Linked DNA regions of Mus musculus: region 1 is linked to region 2. A link is a contact called in public HiChIP or PLAC-seq data. All regions are on one chromosome and are shown on one strand. Each heading gives the region's core, a stretch centred on a gene start, on an enhancer-like site or on the middle of the called end of the contact. The rest is flanking DNA. Distances are from core to core; before and after follow the strand shown. Region 1 has its middle 52 kb from the start of 1700010I02Rik. Region 2 has its middle 150 kb from the start of 1700010I02Rik.

The links. HiChIP or PLAC-seq counts read pairs in DNA pulled down with a chosen protein or histone mark.
Region 1: an H3K27ac HiChIP or PLAC-seq map of embryonic stem cells shows a contact between it and region 2, with 6 times the contacts expected there. The contact joins two enhancer-like sites. A contact is called at or near these places in 2 of 484 Hi-C or Micro-C datasets (both in embryonic stem cells) and 9 of 115 datasets of contacts at active chromatin or transcription factors (embryonic stem cells, epiblast stem cells and stem cell-derived epiblast-like cells).

The regions. Positions count from the first base shown.
Region 1 is chr3:8,005,530-8,008,310 of GRCm38.p6, reverse strand. No RefSeq gene overlaps it. Among named protein-coding and RNA genes, the nearest start is that of 1700010I02Rik, 52 kb to the right of the region's middle. Within about 2 kb of position 1,475, at least 22 of the 459 cell types and tissues checked have an H3K27ac peak or open chromatin away from gene starts, as enhancers often do. A contact at or near this core is called in embryonic stem cells and stem cell-derived epiblast-like cells, where this site is marked.
Region 2 is chr3:7,803,699-7,806,877 of GRCm38.p6, reverse strand. No RefSeq gene overlaps it. Among named protein-coding and RNA genes, the nearest start is that of 1700010I02Rik, 150 kb to the left of the region's middle. Within about 2 kb of position 1,722, at least 7 of the 459 cell types and tissues checked have an H3K27ac peak or open chromatin away from gene starts, as enhancers often do. A contact at or near this core is called in embryonic stem cells and stem cell-derived epiblast-like cells, where this site is marked.

The DNA.
Region 1 (2,781 bases), core at 226-2,725, 200 kb before region 2:
TATGACTTGTGTTTTGATATCTTCAACTGGCTTGATATCTTAACAATGAAGATTGGAATTGCCCCAAAGAACTGCTACTAAAGAGGTTCAAAACTCCCATTTTCCATGAACCTTTCTTTTCCCATATCCTCTTGTAGGTGGGATAGAAGGTAGTTTGAAGTGTTAAAGAACCATAATTAAAGTAGGCTTTGTGTTTGGGACTGATAGTCTAAGTTCCAGAGAAATAGCTAGGTACTTCCACTATATGAGAACACAGGTAAAGGCATCATATACAATCTAGTTCTTATCAGACACTGAATCTGAGAATATCTTGAACCTTGCCTTCTCAACCTTGGGAACTAGGAAACAGGTTTTTGTTGTTTATAAGCTATGCAGGTTATAGAATTTCTCTGTGGCAGCTCAAATAGCCTAAAGTTTGTCAGAACACCAAAGCTCTAGCCATAGCTTTTTTTTCTGGGAATTACAGTCTTACGTTACTAGATTTCAGAGACATCCATATATTAACATTTACTAAGTATCTATTATAGAGAGAATGTCTTATGTATTGTAAGAATACATCACTTGTCTTTTATTTTTTCTTTGCTTTGTTTTTTATTGGTTATTTTAATTATTTACACTTCAAATGTAAATAATTACATTTCCCAGGTACCCCTCTACAAACCCCATACACCCTCCCCCATATCTCCTGCTTCTTTGAGGGTGCTCCCCCACCCATCTACCTACTCCTGTCTCGGGGCCCAACCATTGTCCTATGTTGGGTTATTGAGCCTTCAGAGGACCAAGGGACTCCCCTCTCACTGATGTCAGCTAAGGTAAACAATTCTCTGTTACATACACAGCTGGAGCCATGTGTCCCTCCATGTGCACTCTTTGGTTGGTAGCTCCCTGGGAGCTTTGAGGGAGTCTGGTTGGTTAATATTGTATTTCTTCCTATTGGGATGCAAACCCCTTCAGCTCCTTCAGTCCTTCCCCTAACTCCTCCATTGAGGTCCTTGTGCTCAGTTTCGTGATTTGCTGCTCAGAGCCACATTAGTTTGGCTCTGGCACAGACTCTCAGGGGACAGCTATACCACGCTCCTGTCAGCAAATGTTTCTTGGCATCAGCCATAGTGTCTGGGTTTGGTGTCTGCAGATGAGATAAATCCCTAGGTGGAGCAGTCTCTGGATGGCTTTTACTTCAGTGTTGCGTCTGGCCAGCAGCTCACATGCCTGGGTTCTAGTCTGGAAAGGCATCTTGGAAACCTGGAAGAGAAGAAGGGGGGCTAGGCAGCACGAGAGAAAGACAGAACCAAGACAATCAGTCTGATCAAGGTTTGATTTTACCATTTCCGACACTGGGTTATGAAACAGGGGAAGGGGGCCAATTCCCCGCCAAATCATCCTGGAGTAAAGTTTCAAGTGACCACGTGATAGCTCCGAACAGCTAGGCAGCGGGCAGTAGAAGTGGGCGTGACAGGGTGGCAGGCCCCACCCTGATGCTTTCTTTGTGCTAACAGTGAAACTTGATCAGCCAGGTTTCAGGCTGGGGAGGGGGGTTACATCTCCTCCCTGTTGTTAATATAAAAAAGAAAAGGCTGGCCTGAGGCATAAAATTTATTTATACTCTATAGTTCTGCCTGAATTTTAGGACCTAAAGAAGAAACCTGTCTCAGTGGGATTTCTTAACTTTTCTTAAGGTAAACCATATCTGGATAAGACTGTCCTAGTAAACATCTAGCAGACTAGCCCTGATCTGTTGGCTCGGTCTTTTTTATAATGCTAATTAGTTACTGAATAGGTAACTTCCTAGTTGAATTCTAAGTAATCAGTTACTCAGTCTTTCTTGGACTTTGGAACACTGGCTTAACTATGTCAAGATTCAAATTTAAAAGGCACTATAGTAACATAACTGTAAAGGAGAGCACATGGATCCATACACCAGACAAACTCGGGGATAGGGTAAGAGTGTGCGGGTTAATGAGAACGCCAAGGCTCCAGGAGGTGAGCTTCTGTGAAACTCTTGCCTCACGAGTGCTTTCTAGGCTTCTTAGCCTGTCAAGCAGACTTCACCGGAGTATGCGTGGCATTCCCCCTGTACTTTTATTATTTAGCTGAAGTTCTAGGATGTCCCGCCTCGTCGTAGCTACAGATTTTAGGAGTGCTCTAAAGATGAGTGGAAACACAATGATTACTAATAAAATAGTGCCAATAATTATAGCAAATAGGATTATATATTGAACCCAATCTAGGGGATTCAATGTATTTAGGTTATTTTTAAATCTATGGCCAATTCATCAATGTTCCAAGTGTCCAAGTGACTATTGCTAATATCTGAAATTTCTGCCTTTTTAGCTCTAATAGAAAACCTAAATCTCAAATCAGACCTAAAGCCACAACATATGCAGGAATGTCTTTAGAATGAAAATAGCAGCTGCCACCTGAATGCTCTTGGGGGCGGGGATGTACGAATACTGCAGTCAGGCTGAAGGTGTTGATTGACCTGCTTGAAAGACAAAATCTTAGACAGTGAGAGTAACATCACAAAGCTTCTTTTGGGGAAGTCCAGGTACTTTATTCAGTTGCAAATTAGCAAGGCTCAAGCTCAGTCTCCAGGCTGGTTTTAGAATTAGTGAAAAGGCCAGAGATTCTCTGGAAGTGGGGGCTGTGCTCAGAATTAACTTTGCTAGACAATTAAGAATATTAGTTATCTACAATAGGAATCTCTAATATTGGGCTAAATATTAGACCAGCCTAAGATTGAGTTAGAAATTTTTTAAAATTTATTGGATATTCTATTTATTT
Region 2 (3,179 bases), core at 473-2,972:
AAGGAGGTTCAGCTACAGGCCCAACGTGGGATCCAGCACAATTGAAGTCCCCAAGGCCTGACACTATTACTGAGGCTATGGAGTGCTCACAAAAAGGGGCCTATCATGACTTCCCTCTGACAGACCCAATAAGCAGCTGAAAGAGTCAGATGCAGATATTTGTTCCCAACCAATGGACAGAAGCTGCTGATCCCTGAGGTTGAAATAGAGAAAAGCTGGAAGAAGCTAAGGAGGAGTGCAAACCTGTAGGAGGACCAGCAGTCTCAATTAACCTGGACCGCCAAGATTTCTCAGACACTTGATCACCAGCAAGATATATACCAGCTGATATGAGGCCCTCAACACATAAACAGCAGAGAATTAGCAGGTCTGAGTTTAGTCAAAGAAGATGCACCTAACAATCAAGATAATGGAGGTCCCAGGGGGTTTTGAGGTCTGGTGAGGTGTGGGGTCTGTGATTGGGGATATCCTCATGGAGATACAGGCAGGGAGGAGGTATGGAATGTGGAACAGTCAGAGGGTGGACCAGGAAGGGAAATAAAAAAAAATTAAATAAAAAGAAGGAATATAAAAAAACAAAACAAAAAAACAAAAAAAAAAAAAAGAAAAAAGAAAAAGAAAAACTCAGGCCTGTTCACAAATAGCTGGAATTCTAACCTCTTCCCCAACTGCATATAACAGTGTGATGGATGCTGAATATCATTTTTCATATCAACCTATTTGTTTTTACTCTTGGTTAATAAGGATGATCAAAAAGAATAGGGGCATGTACTCTTCAGAGGTTTTAATGTAAGATACATTACATTTGAAGTTATTGATGGTAACTGTTCTAATTAGGCAACTTAGATAAAATTTCAAAACAATTATTAACAGGTCCAGAGGCTTACAACAAGGTCTGAGGATGACAAGGTTCATTGGCTATATGTAATGTATTTACTCCATTTTGGAATTTAAGGGTAAAAAGACAAAAAGCAGAAGATTACTATATAGATTCCCATGAGAGTACTTAGAGTGATAAATAGGGTTTCAATTATTCAGACAAAATGAAATGACAGAGTTTTTATATTAATTTAATACTTTATCAAAATAATTGCAATTGGAATATTTTGTTTAGTGCTATTCACACTCCAGTGAAGTTTGCTTGGCAGGCCAAGAGACCTGGGAGCACTCACGAGGCAAAGAGTTTCATGGAAACTCACCTCCTAGAACTTTGGCGTTCTCATAACCCATATATTCATACCCTATCCCTGCGTTAGTCTGGTGTATGGATCCACGTGCTCTCATTTAGAATTATTTTATTATAAATGCCTTTTAAGATTGAATTCTGACATAGCTAAGCCTTCGCCAATGTTCCAATGTCCCAGAAAATCCTTGAAGTCAACAAACTTGGAATTCAGTAGGAATTCAGTGAGGTTTTCTATTCAGTAACATTCAAATTTACTTCTAGTAGAGACAGTGAAACTAATTAGACATTACAAAGAACAGAGCCAGAATAGCTGAGGGCTGGTCTGCCGAGTGTTTACTTGAGGCAATAGCCAGTCTTACCCAGACAAGGGAATTCACAATGGCCTAGTGAACAGGTGGGTTCACCATGAAAGAGTTAGGGAATCCCCCTGAGACAGGTTTCTTCACTAGGCCCAAAGAAATCAGGCTTTTACTAAGAACCCCTGGTGGTAGGCTTAACAATAGACTAGCATTACACCTGGCTCCCTTCTTAGTGGCAGCGGCCTGGTCCCTGCCTTCTTTTGAAGTATAAATTTCTTTTGTATTGTGTCACTGTAACTCAGTGGATGTATCTCGCCTGGTTTCTTGTTATTCTTCTGTATAAAAAGTTTGATGCTCAACTTGACAAATTACATTCAGATTCTACACAATCTACCATGTTGATCTGTCTGTCATTCGCTGACTCCTTGCCCATCTGCAACTAGAGATCCGTTCAACACAGACAAAGGGACTCAGAGCCTCTGCAGCAGTTTAGAGTTCAAGTTAACCCTTTGTACTATTTTTTTGTGTATTAAGGTCTTTAAACATTTCATCCAAACAAAATGAATGTTTTAGAGCCATTTAATCATCACTTAATGAACATTCATATACCTTTTCATATAAGCTTCTATAATTAGTTCAATCTACTGTCTTCTAAGCAAAAAGAATGTTTGCCAATTTTAGTCCATGTTACCTAAGAACTAGGGTGTAATGTGATTGTTTTGGGTAGACAATGTTACCTAACTATAATTTTAGAAGTCCTCTCCTTGTTTGCTTCTGAAGTGAAGTTGGCTTATAGTCACAAATAATTTAAAGGAGAAAGGAAGGCTTGGGTCACTGTTTTCTGAAGGGCTTTGTGATTGGCTGCTGAGAAAGTCTGATGGAAGGAGACTTGCAGGTTCTTGCTCCTGCCCAGCTTTGCTCTCCCTGATCATATATCCCCCTTGGCTTCTCACAGAGTTAGAATTTCCAGGTCAGCCATGAGTGAGCAGAGGCAACAGCCTCCCACATTCTTCTCCACCAACAGCTCCTGCAGTTAAGTAGCCTGGTTTCCCAAAATTCCCACAACTCCTGACTCGGCTGCACATGGCATCACTTAAGACTTGTTTGTGCTATCTCAAATTTTCCAGTCCCATCTTTCACACACTCAATCCTTTAATTTTTTTCCCTTAATTATGTAAAGCCTGCACCCTATAAAGGTCCATTATTCCACAGCACAATGTGGTATTCCAAGCCCTGTTCTTAATTTAAATCTGATAGACTGACTCTAACTTTAATCTGCCCCTGCCCCCTTAAAACAATCCAAAAGAGATTACAGTAGTCAGTTTGCTAGGTTACCATATACAAAGAAGCTTCTATGGAGTCTTAATTCCTCTGAGAAGCATTTCCTTTGCAAGAAATAGCAATAGAGATAGATAGAGATACATATTCCTCAAACATCTTACTTAATCTAAGAGATACAGCCTAAAATTTTATACGACCAATACACTGTTAAAATTCAATTCATATTCATAAGTACACATATAAAAGGGTTTTAATTATCAATCAGAATTACCAATTTGAGTTGAGAAAGTAAAAACATATAGAAATTGTATGAATTGGACTTTTTGAAATTTTGTGGTCTTTGTACACAGACACATACTCAGCCCACAAATAAGCTTTACCAGATTGGCCAGATGGGAGGCTACTTGAGGACA